Regions from separate parts of the Gossypium raimondii genome. Here region 2 is linked to region 1. A link is a contact called in public Hi-C data. All regions are on one chromosome and are shown on one strand. The core of a region is the stretch at or near the end of the contact, and the rest is flanking DNA. Distances in the headings are between cores, read along the strand shown.

Region 1 (5,752 bases), core at 2,071-4,570:
AAAAACAGTAAACATCCACCTAATGGTTACCTAACACCACTAAACATTGAAACTTGAAGTAATTAACTTGTGCATACAAGCAAAGCTGAATTAACGGCTCATATGACAGAAAATTACATCAATCATCTACCTAACATAGTTCTGAATGAACTAAATTACATTTCATTGACTAGAAATTACAAAATGAGCAAAATAAGCTTGCATCAGCAGCTCCTGCATGGCTTGGTCTTCATGGCCTGCTTGTTGTCGAGTGTTTGCTTCATACTGACCAACTTCATCACAAATTTATCGACTGATGATTAGTAAAACCCTTCACAAGAAATATTAAATACAGAATTCCAGTCTAGAAAGCACTTGACTCATAATTTGAGAGTTATAGAAACAAGAACAGAACTTTAAAATGACCTTTAAATCCCATGACAAGTTTCCATTCTTAATTGAGATGGCTTGAAGCCCCGGCTAAAGAGGTGGATTTGGTGCTAGAACTCTCTCTTCAGCTAAGAAAAGCTCCTCAAGACGTTGCAAAGATACATTTGCATTTGCAACCTAAAAACCAAGTATTAGACTGTCAAGAATCCAATAGAAGCTATTTAATAACTCTATTAAGCTTAATGACTGGAGAATCTTGAAAATTGTAGCAATTACATTGCAAATAATGATCAACTAAAAACTAAATACATACACCTTTTAAGCTTATTTTTCATTCATGGCCGTAATATCATAAATTTTCTTAGACATCTATTAAGTTGATGAGCGACAAACCAGTTTTATTGTCTGGCTAACAGTTAAGAACTTAGATAAATGAGAACAACTACTGAAGGTACAAAAAATTTACCGCATGAAACTTAATTCTCAATAAAAGAAAAATAAATACCTGAGAAACAAATTATAAAAGTTTTCCCTCCAATAAGATTTCAGTAATGAAGAATATACAGCTGTAAGGCAATTAAATTATGCAAAATATAATGATGTAAGGGGTGAAGTAAGTTAAACCTGACTTAACAAATTAGGAAGACATTCCAGAGGAATTCGTAGCAATGCAAACAATGAAAGTGATGTGAATGCCCTTGCTGGTGTCAGATCCCCACCAAGCAAAGTGAACATCCCAAATGAAACTACTATTACAACAACTGGTATGCTGTTCAATATGAAACTGTTAAACTGCAACAAAAGGCAACTTATTAAAACAAAATATGGTAAAACAGTCATATTTTTTGTGGCCTGAAGACTAGCAGCATCAACAGCTGCTCCAACAAGAGCAGTTTAAGATTAGCCACATAGATAAATAAGCATTCAAAGTGCGTTTACATTGCATGCAACTTGCATAACTGACATACATACTATAACATCTAGTTTATAAATCATGGATTTGTAGTCACAAGATAGGCTACCAATTCCCGGAAACTTGCTTAAAATGGAGGTTCAAATATTATGCTGGTGGCCACTGGCCACCAAAATCACATTTCCCTTAGAAAAGAAAATATATCAAATGACGAAAGCATTGCATGTCCTGGATTATGTTTGATAGCCAATAACTGCATTTTCCAGAGCAAAAAGCAAGTGCAACTATTGGTGAAAGGTAATTTTCGCATGCCAACTAGAAACATCGTTTTATGTTTTGGAATGTTCACATAAAAAACACACACTCAGAAGCAATATTATAATTCCACTATCATACAGCAGATAGTAGTTGAGCTCTCTGAAGCCATGATAGCTCATCATTCCGTATACTGTGAACTCTAGACTGAAAGCATTTCTCCCATGCATAAAATCTGAAAAATTATCAAGCACAGATCAGTAATCACTGTCAAATATGAAGATAATATAGTGAAACCTAAGGAAGTGCTTTCTGAATTAGACCATACTTCACAGTGTCCACAGCAGCTAGAATTTCATTCGTAAGATTGACCCTCCTGTCAGTCCACTCTAGTCTTTGCTTGGTCATCTTTTGCATTTTGCTAACCACAATAGTCTTTCTCCATGGGTAAAACAGAGAAATCAGTTAACACATGATCAATCATCAGATAGATGATTTAAATTATTTCATCTTCAATGAAAGTAGTTATCAGAAGATCATTGACATGGAAAATGACTTCCCAATTTAAAATCATTTTGCTTGCCTTGCTGGCAGATTTCTCAGTGAGACAACGTTTAATCTACTAATTTAGTTTTTCTAACCATGTCATTCTTTGAGGCTCTTTTGCTCTCTTTCTTTTTTTTTTCTCCAATAGAAGCAGACTGCATGAGTTATGGAGGTTAGTTATCAGTAAACTTCACGGACAGGGTTTAAACTACAATTAAGTTGGCAGAACATCATGCCAATGGCTAGCATCAACTTATCAAGTAAATTCTCATTTTGCTAAGAAAATGAAATTGTCGAATAATGTGGTAACGTGTGTGAGTGCTTTTGTTTTAGTGGACAGTATATCAGAGATAGGTATTTTAATTTTGTAGGATACTAGTTACTAATTAGTTTTCCTAGTTTGATAGGATCAAATGTGTCTAAATAGGACTGTAGAAGCTGTATTTTCACAATTGAATTAATTCCAGTGAAATCAATTCTCCACATGGTATCAAATGTTTTTGGTTCTTTCCTAGGTGTTTTTTTTCTGGTCAAATTCTTGCTTCTCGTGTTTATTCCATGATATCAGATGTTTTTGGTTCTTTCCTAAGAAGTGTTTCTTTTCCTGGTTGAAATCTTGCTTATCTTGTCCATTCCATGGTATCAGATATTTTTGGTCCCTTTCTAAGAAGAGTTTCTTTTTCTTGGTCGAGTTCTTGCTTCTCCTGTTCTATTCCCAAGTTCTTTTTTTCCCTATCATGTCAGACTCAACCAAAATCAATCTCATCGTAGAAACTACCATGATTTAAAACATGGTTTCTTTAATCACTACAGCTGGAGATTTACAAAACACCCAACCGGTTTGATTGACACAAGATCCTAAATCAGAGGCATGGATTAACAAGATTCCATGTGATGTCTTGGTTATGGGATTCAATGCTTCCAGAGATTAGTTATACGTGTATGTCCATTTCCTCTACCAAGGAGATTTCAGATGTCCTTCGGCAAACCTATTCCAAGTTCAAGGATGCTGCCCAAATCTACGAAGTTAAGGCAAATATTTCAACAATCAAACAAGGGAAACGATTTGATATGGTTGAAAATCTGAGAAAGAAATGACCAGAGAGAGAGAAGAGAGCACAAGAATACTGAGTAGAGAGAGAGTGTGAGAAAACCAATTCCAATTTCATAACCACCTCCTCTGCCTGATTGCTGGCTAAAAAGGAGAAAAACGGATCCTTAACAGCTGTCATAACTAAGCTGAAAACTCACCGTTTCATTAAACGGTCCCTCTATCCTAAGTAACAACCCGACCCCCAGAGTCCAAAACGCAGCATTTACAACGAAAAAACACAACTGAAATAAACAAAATTTTAAACAATGACCGTTGTTTGACCGAAGCTTGACTTTCATTTTGGTCCATAACACGATTTGTTATGGAATATTTGAGCCTCTTACAAGGTTTATGGCAGGAAATAGATCAAAATCATCAAATATGTAAAAGTTGTAGTGAGGATGTTGCAACCCTAAAATGGTTCATGGAAAAGGATCGTATCTAAGACTTACTCTCATGCCTTAATGCGGAACTTGATGCTGTGATAATCCAAATTTCGGGAAAGTAAGATTGCCTTCTTGATGAGGAAATATCTACCATTCAGAATGAAGGACAAAGGGGTGTTATGTTGGAGAAACCAATAGTAGATGGATCTGCTATTGTTACCAACACTACCAGATTCAACGTCTGGAGCTCTACAATTGACTAAAGTCTGGAGGTGGTTGCTTCTGCTTATATTCAATCCAAACTACTGAACTTTCCAAACCATGCCCAAGGACTTTGTTTTAGTCATACAAGGATTTCTTCAAAGACAAACTTAATTTCCTATACTCCCCCTAAGCAACAAATCTTGGTGGTTACTCCGTATAAATTTCTTCTCGAAGATCTTTATGTAAGAAATCACTTTTTAGTATCCATCTGGTGTAACAGCTAGCCAGTCATGAACAGATACAAACCAAGATTAACCTTAATTGTAAATACCCACTTGCATCCAGCAACTCTTTTTCTAAGAGGAAAATCAATCAAGTCCCAAATATCATTTGCATCTAATGCATTTATTTCCTAGATCATTGCATCTGGCCAATCGAAATGACTCAAGGCCTCCTGAATAGTATAGTGAATAGACACAGAATCTAAAGAAGCGATTAAAGAACAAGACAAAGGGAATAGATGATTATATAAAATAAAATTAGCAATTGGGTAGGTGAACTGACATTTACCTTCGTGACAGGGCAATAGGAAGATCAAGACCACCTGGAGTCGGATCTGATAACAAAGATGTCGATATAAGACATGTATCACGAGTCCATTGTCTTCTAGAATAAACTCAAATAATTGGTAGCTTCTCAAATGCAAGTGCAACAGATGTAGGTTCATCGGATTGTGCAATAGATAAACTTGAAGGTGTGCCAGCGTAGATTATCTATTCATTATTCTCAATATGGTAAGCCAATTTATGCATGATCCTCAAGAACCTCACATGTAGGTTGTTTTTTGCGTTCTACGCTATCTAAAGTCTACCTCTTTTTCTCCAAGTATGGTCACCTCGAAATAGAGGTCTTCACAGATGCAGACTGGGCTAAATCTCCAGATGATAGGTCTACATTTAGATATTGCATGTTTATGGGAGGAAGCCTAGTTACTTGGAGAAGCAAAGAGCGACGTGTAGTCACTTGATCAGGTGCTAAAGCAAAGTACATGGGTATGGTTCAAAGTGTCTGTGAGCTTTTGTGGTTGTGAAAGGTGTTGGAAGAATTAAATTTGTCAAGAAAAGACAAATTATCCTAGTGTTGTAACAACAAGGTTGTCCTCAACATATCGCAAAATCCAATGCAACATGATCAAACAAAGCACATAGAGATTAATCGACACTTCATCAAAGAAAAATTAACTATTGATGCCTTGAGCTTATTTAGTGAGACATTTGACAAACAGTTAGCTGACTTATTCATCAAATGACTTAGCAATAAGATTTACCATAATTCGGTCTGCAAGTGGAACATTTTTTATATCTATGGCACCAACTTGAGGGGAGTGTTAACTAATTGGCCATGTATAACTAATTTTTGGGGATTCAATTAGCTTAAATTTAAGGATGGGCGTTACTAGTTTCCTTATTCCTAGCTATTTTATGTGTATAAATAGCTTTGTTACCGTGAGATATATCGGCAGCTGTGGATCGTTTGATTGGAATGGGAACACTTTAACACTATTCATTGAATCATATCAAATATAATGGTAAGGTTAAGTGTGGTGACAGAATTCAGGTCAATGTCACTTGATGATCTAAAGGTAAGATGGGAAGGTCCAATGCGGTTGTACTATAACAACAAATCAGCAATCAACATTGCACACAACCCAGTGTGGCATGATAGAACCAAGTATGTTGATGTAGATAGACATTTTATCAAGGAGAAATTCAACAATGCACTTAGCGTCCCATTTTATTCAACAAAGGATCAACTAGCAAATATACTTACTAAGGGGCGGAAAATAATGTGTTTCAAGACTTTGTCAACAAACTTGGAATGAAGGGTGATCGTTCACTAGCTTAAAGGGAAGTGTCAGATAATGTGATAATGTGAGTGTTTGAGTTTCGGAAGAATGCATATCAGAGAATAGTGTATATGCCAGAT
Region 2 (6,043 bases), core at 1,421-3,920, 47 kb after region 1:
ATCTTCTGGCTTAGCATGGACTCTCCCTCGATGGCGATCATTTTTGGGTGGAAGAAAGCCTTCCATGAATTGCTCAACACATTGAAGAGGAAGGCAAAAGACTGAGATGGTTTGCGGGATAGGCTTTTCTTTTCTCATCGTGACATCTAGATTACTAAAAGTAGCTTTTAGAGTCTTCCATATTGTTGGAAGCTAGTCGAACCTGTTAATATCTAGACATTATTTTCTGGTTGGCTTTTATTACTTACACCATTATCTTGGTTGTACGACACGTTTATCTTCCGGAGATAATAAAGATTTCCTCAAGGGGTGTTAGATTGCAATTAGAAAGGGCCTAAATGAAGCAAATTTTATTTGATTTTTTGGATCCACTAAAAATCAGTTCAATTTACAATTATTTAAAGATTCTCCTTTGGAGGAATTAGTTTACTTTAGTTTTTGTTTTTATTTTTTTAAAAACAAACAAGTGTATCGTTTCAAGGAAACCGCTGAGTAACCTCACAAATGCAAAAACTAGGAGAATAGATAGTAGTATAAATAGCCGGATGGAATTCCTAATTTTTTAGTAAATGATAGAAGCAAAAATTAATACAAAATATAGGTGAGAATTTCCATCAACTAAAAAGAATGGTTGGCGCTGCTTTCAAGAAAAAGCAGGTAAAAGGGGTATTCCAATTCCAAGGGTATAGGATTCTCTTCTACCTTAAAACTCATTCTTGCTACAAACCACTTCATTTGATTTTTGAACTGTTCAGGTGGCATTCTTTATTAGGGTTTTATTTAGTTTTCGTCTTATTTCTTGGGATTTTCGATCATTTACAGACAACCCATTTAATCATTACATGCATGATGCATGATTTGAAGAATAATGGCAGGGCCTTCACTTTCCCTAAAGTTTGAAATACCTATATGCTTGAGTGCTTTGCAAAGCATGCCTTAATTAATGCTTGTCATGGATGTAAGGGTTCATACTTTGGATAAGCTCTTCTTTACAATGGATTCGGCTCATGCTAGTGTTAGACAGACTTCAATAGAAAGATATGCTAATTTACGTATACATTTATCCAATTAAATTTATATATAATTATCGACAAAATTATGTCGTGATTAATTATCCTTAATAATTTATTTTTAAAATTAATATGTATTAAATTATTTCAATTCTTTTAGAACGATTAATTTACTCGATATCAAAAATAGAAAAGACCACAAAATACTTTACCAAATTGAGAGATATCCTTAATTTTCTTAACGGATAATATTGAAAAATTAAATCTTAAATTTTGCAATTTTATAACAAAAAATGGTATCCTAAAATTTTCAAAAGAATAAAATGAAAATTAATTAAATAAAAATTTAAAAAATGGTTGGATGTAGGGCCATTTTTACATTTACAACATCCACATGCCATTCGCTTTCATAACCATAGCCAACACGTTTTAACTTTTTGGGTAAATGACACTATTAGTCATTAAACTATGAGTAAATTTTCGTTTTAGTCATTAAACTATTTAAAAGTTATCATTTAAGTCATTGGGTTGTTAAAATCGATGTGACATGGCTTTAGGGGCAAAGCCAAAAAAATATTTTGGAGAGTCAAAATTAAATTGTATATTTTTTACGATAGCAAAAAGGCAATTTCACCATTTTAATAGCCTATATCTTTATACTTTTTAAAGGATTAAATCAATTTTTTTATCATTTTGGTCGGGCAAATTACAATTTTACTATTACTAATTTTAGGGGAGTTGGGGCCCTACTAGCCCCTTGGTTTTGCCACTGCATGGCTTTCTTTGTTCACACTGCCTACAGCAATCAAAAACTTTCTTTCCCCTTCTCTTTTACAATTCAGTTTTTTTCATGAAATAATTTTGGACATCACAAATTTGCAAACCAAAATTTAAACAAATTTTTTTGTCCTACCTTCGATAGTGACTATTAGATTGACTTGGATTTAAGGTAAGTTCATTTATTCGCCGATGGGTAGTGATACACCATACCAATTATTGAATTGTCGCTTGAAGCTCGTTGGTGGAACATTTAAAAAAAAAGAGCTTAACAACTCGGTGACTCAAAATAAAAACATTTAAATAGTTTAATGACTTAAATAAAAACTTTCAAATAATTCAATAATTAAATTATAACTTTTGTTTTAGTAAGTGACTAAAATGAAAATATATTCCTATTTTATTGAGTAATTATGGTTTACCCTAACTTTCTCTCTACATTTTCCAAAACACTATAACCACATAACCATGCATCGAACGTGAGGCAACCCCACGTTTTAACTTCCATTGTTTAAAATAGCTACTAATTTTAAAGACTCGTTCCTTGCACATAGATAATTTATTCAAATTATAACATAATAATAAAATAACTCTAGTTAAATAATAAATTAATTTGAATTTTTTATGGAGTTATCCCACTGACCCTGAACTCGATTAAGAAAACATAATAATAAATTAATTTGCTACAATATATTATTATTTTTCCTTCGAAATCACCATAATTTATTAAATCGCCCATGCATACAAGTAGGAATAATAAATGTTTAAATTTAAATACTCAAAATCGAAAGGTTCGTAATTGAAATAATTTAGTATATTCGGAGTTTATATATTATAATTCAGTTCTGCACCTCTTTCTTTCATTTTCTCTCAGCAAAACAACATGGTGCAGCATTCACATCGCAAGAATCCTCCATCAGTTCTTATGATCTTTCCAATTCTTTCAATTATATTTGCTGTTCCAATCAATGCCTCTACCAAGATTTTAGAAGAAGTGGTACCGGTGGTCGTGCCCCAAGCACCAACTACAGAAATTAAGTGCGGAGCTTGTCCGTGTGTGAACCCATGCGGCCAACAGTCACTTCCACCGCCTCCACCGCCAAGGTTCACATACTGTAATACACTTCCGTCTCCTCCACCGCCTCCAAGATTCTACTACGTCACCGGTATGCCTGGTCAGTTGTATGGAGTTGATCCAGATGATAGGTGGAGATATTTCTCTAATGGTGGGCGGAATTTTGTGGGCGGTTTCGTTGCTTTTATCTGGCTATGGGTTGTTGGGGCTCTTCATTATCTATTAAGCATCCTGTAGAATTCTCCATTTTGGAAGATAAATGTGTGTAGGTTTGTTATTATTGGTTTAATTTCTTACCTAAATGGTGTACCTGCTTATACTACATGTTCATGTGTTTCTATTTCAACAATAATTTGGTCTTGAAAAGATAAACATAAATATTTGTAAAGTAGAAGAATGATTTCTTTTGCGGATGCTTCCTTCACTTTACTCATTCCATCTTCTTTTATCAGTTTTCAAAAACTAAATATGATATAAATTAATTAATAGCTTGATGATTTTTTTAATTTTTAAATTATAAAAATTCTTTTCTTTCTTTTTTAGCCCTCAAACTATTATGTTTCATGATATAGAATCATTTCCGATGAAAGAAGAAACGGAACTATTAACTTCTTAGGTGTAAACCACGTGATTTTTTCTTTAATTACATGTAATTATATATATTAATTAATGACTAAAGAAAAAAAAACACTATATTTATTTTTGATGATCGAAAAGGAACGGGGTTGCTTGGAGTTCAACTCAAACTCGTATACTTACAATATAATGCTCTTGTTATTGGGTTAAGAGATTGTTAGAAACAAAAAAAAACACCATCTTATAACTTACTAAATGAGAGTAAACCTGCTCTTTGGTCGAGCATTCGTCCAAGTTTGAAGGCCAGTCCGAAAAATGGGACGGCTGTGACAAAATACGAGACTTAAAAAATGAGCTTGAATAAAATTTAAGGCCCGTTTTTATATTGGCCAAGCATTGGGTAAGATTTTTTTTGCCCAAGCTCAGTCTAACCGAATATATTATGTTATAAAAATATTATATTAATTATATATGTTAAATAATATATTTATATTTATATTTATATTTATATTAAATCACTAAACTAATAACAATTAAATCCAACACTCAAAACCTAAAAAAAACTTACCTAACTAAATAACTCAATCTAAAATATAAAAATTTAAAATTATATTTAATACAATAAAATATTTATTATATTTATTTATGTTATTTAATATAATAAAACATATAGTAATTTTTTTAATATAAATAATTTTTAATGTATTAAAAGTTTATTTTAATTTTTAATACATTATATTTAAAAATATTTTAAATAAAACTTAATTTTAAAAAAATTAGATATGAATAAATTAAGTTAGATCAAAATTTACCTTTCTTAAATTAAAGCGAACTTGAAATGAATAAATCTATTTTTCGAGCTGAATTAAACCTATAAATCGATCGAAATATACTTGATCTAAACTCAATCCGGCCCGGCCCGGGCAATCATCACTTCCAAATGAAACTAAAATCCTAGACTTTTTTTTTTTATCAATCTCAAAATCCCAAACCGTCAAATTTCCAAAACGAAAGTTAATCAAATTTGTTCATCAATCTCAAAATTAAATAGGTGGGAATTAGGAAAGGTGAGACTCAAAATCCCTAACCTCAAATCTCCGTTCATCAACCCAAATCCTTGTTATCCAAACCCCATTATTCCACCAAGGTTTTTGATTCACTTTTCGTCTCGTAAAATGTAGGTCTCTTTGCAGTGAACTTTGCGGTTGGTCTTCGAAATATTTCGACAAAGGTCAATCATCAGCTTCTGCTCCATTGTGGTGAAGTCGTGGCTTCCTTTCCTTTTTTTTTTTTACTTGTTGGATGTTGATATTATCTTCTTTTCCTTTTATGAATATTATGTGTTGGGGCTGGGTTTTGGTAATGGAGCGGTGTAATAGGTTTGGTTGCTGGTTTTGGGTCGATGATGAAGGTGATAGGGTTTTGGGCACGGTGACGAAGGGCTGGGTTTGGTTTGTTTGGTTAGGTTTGGTTGTTGGTTCGTTTTATTTGATTCCTTGTGTGAAGCATGGCTATGGGTATTCAAAATATTCCGATGAAGATCAATCGTCGGCTCTTGCTCCATCAGCTTTGTCATGGTTAAGGGTATTCAAAATATTCTGGTGAACCATGGTTATAGGTGTTCAAAATTTTCCGATGAAGATGAATATTTGAAATGTTCCTTTTGTTTTAGCTTTGTTGTTGTTTCTTGTTCTTTATCATTACTTTATGGGTATTTTGGTATACTGTTATGAGTTCTTGAATCATTTTTTTTGTATTTTGGTCTGCTTTATGAGTTCTTGAAGATGAATATTCAAAACATTATCATTTCTCCTTTTCATTAATAAAATTTCTCATTGATTGGAGGGGTGTTGTGTCCAGTTTATTATGGACAATGGGGGTTCTGGTGTTCTGTTGGTAAAAGTTGGACTCTTTTTTTTTTTTTGCTACTAAGCTGGATTAATTGATTGAGAGAAAAAAAACTAACAGTAAATTGAAATCTAAAAGAAAAATAGTTTTATATTATAAATTTTTCTATGAATTTTTGGTCTTATATACTTAATTTTTACCAGGAAGTTTTGCAAGAAACGTATTCAATTTGGTGCTTCAAGGATATGGTTTTTTCAAATCTTGTGTTAAAGGTTCACTTATTTGAAAATATTAAGTCGTAGGTTGTCTTCAACTTAGTGGCAATCAGGAGGGTTTTTGATGTTCATACTACTCGGAGATGAAGGGTTATGAAGTCCTTAAATAAAATTGATAGCATTTAGAATCTCTGGTGTCACTGGGTAAGAAAACTATTTTCATAGAAGGCTAATCAAGTGTGAAGAATGTTTTAGGAAACCAAAAATTTAGAGAAAGTTGCAAATTCTTGGGAGCATTTATTTTTCATGTGATGAGGGTTAATAGCTGAAATTCTATTATTATACAGACTGACCCGGCGGCTCTGTCTCCGACTTGGCTGAACCGAAAGTTGAGCCTCCAGCTTCAACTTTTCTGGGACAGACTCCAATACTTGCAATTAAAGAAAGAAAAGAAATTCCATAAAATGGAGAATCCTTTAGCACATTTTCCTCAACCCGAACTCGTTGATCAACCTTCGGCACCGGTTCTTGCTTCTTCCAAT

What was found. A called contact is a pair of places that touch in the nucleus more often than the background predicts.
Region 2: a Hi-C map of leaf shows a contact between it and region 1, with 2.3 times the contacts expected there. The contact joins the promoter of LOC105763171 here to the enhancer-like site in region 1. A contact is called at or near these places in 2 of 2 Hi-C or Micro-C datasets (both in leaf).

Annotation. Positions count from the first base shown.
Region 1 is chr12:9,207,006-9,212,757 of ASM2569854v1, forward strand. It overlaps the pseudogene LOC105763167. Among protein-coding and RNA genes, the nearest start is that of LOC105763169, 11 kb to the left of the region's middle. Within about 2 kb of position 3,321, the one cell type or tissue checked has open chromatin away from gene starts, as enhancers often do. A contact at or near this core is called in leaf, where this site is marked.
Region 2 is chr12:9,254,944-9,260,986 of ASM2569854v1, forward strand. LOC105763171 reads left to right here and starts at 2,671. Exons shown (of 1, transcript XM_012581291.2): 1 at 2,671-3,099. The coding sequence starts at 2,671. The coding sequence ends at 3,099. LOC105763172 (double-stranded RNA-binding protein 4) reads left to right here and starts at 4,349. Exons shown (of 7, transcript XM_052625488.1): 1 at 4,349-4,505; 2 at 4,620-4,669; 3 at 5,849-6,043. The coding sequence starts at 5,966.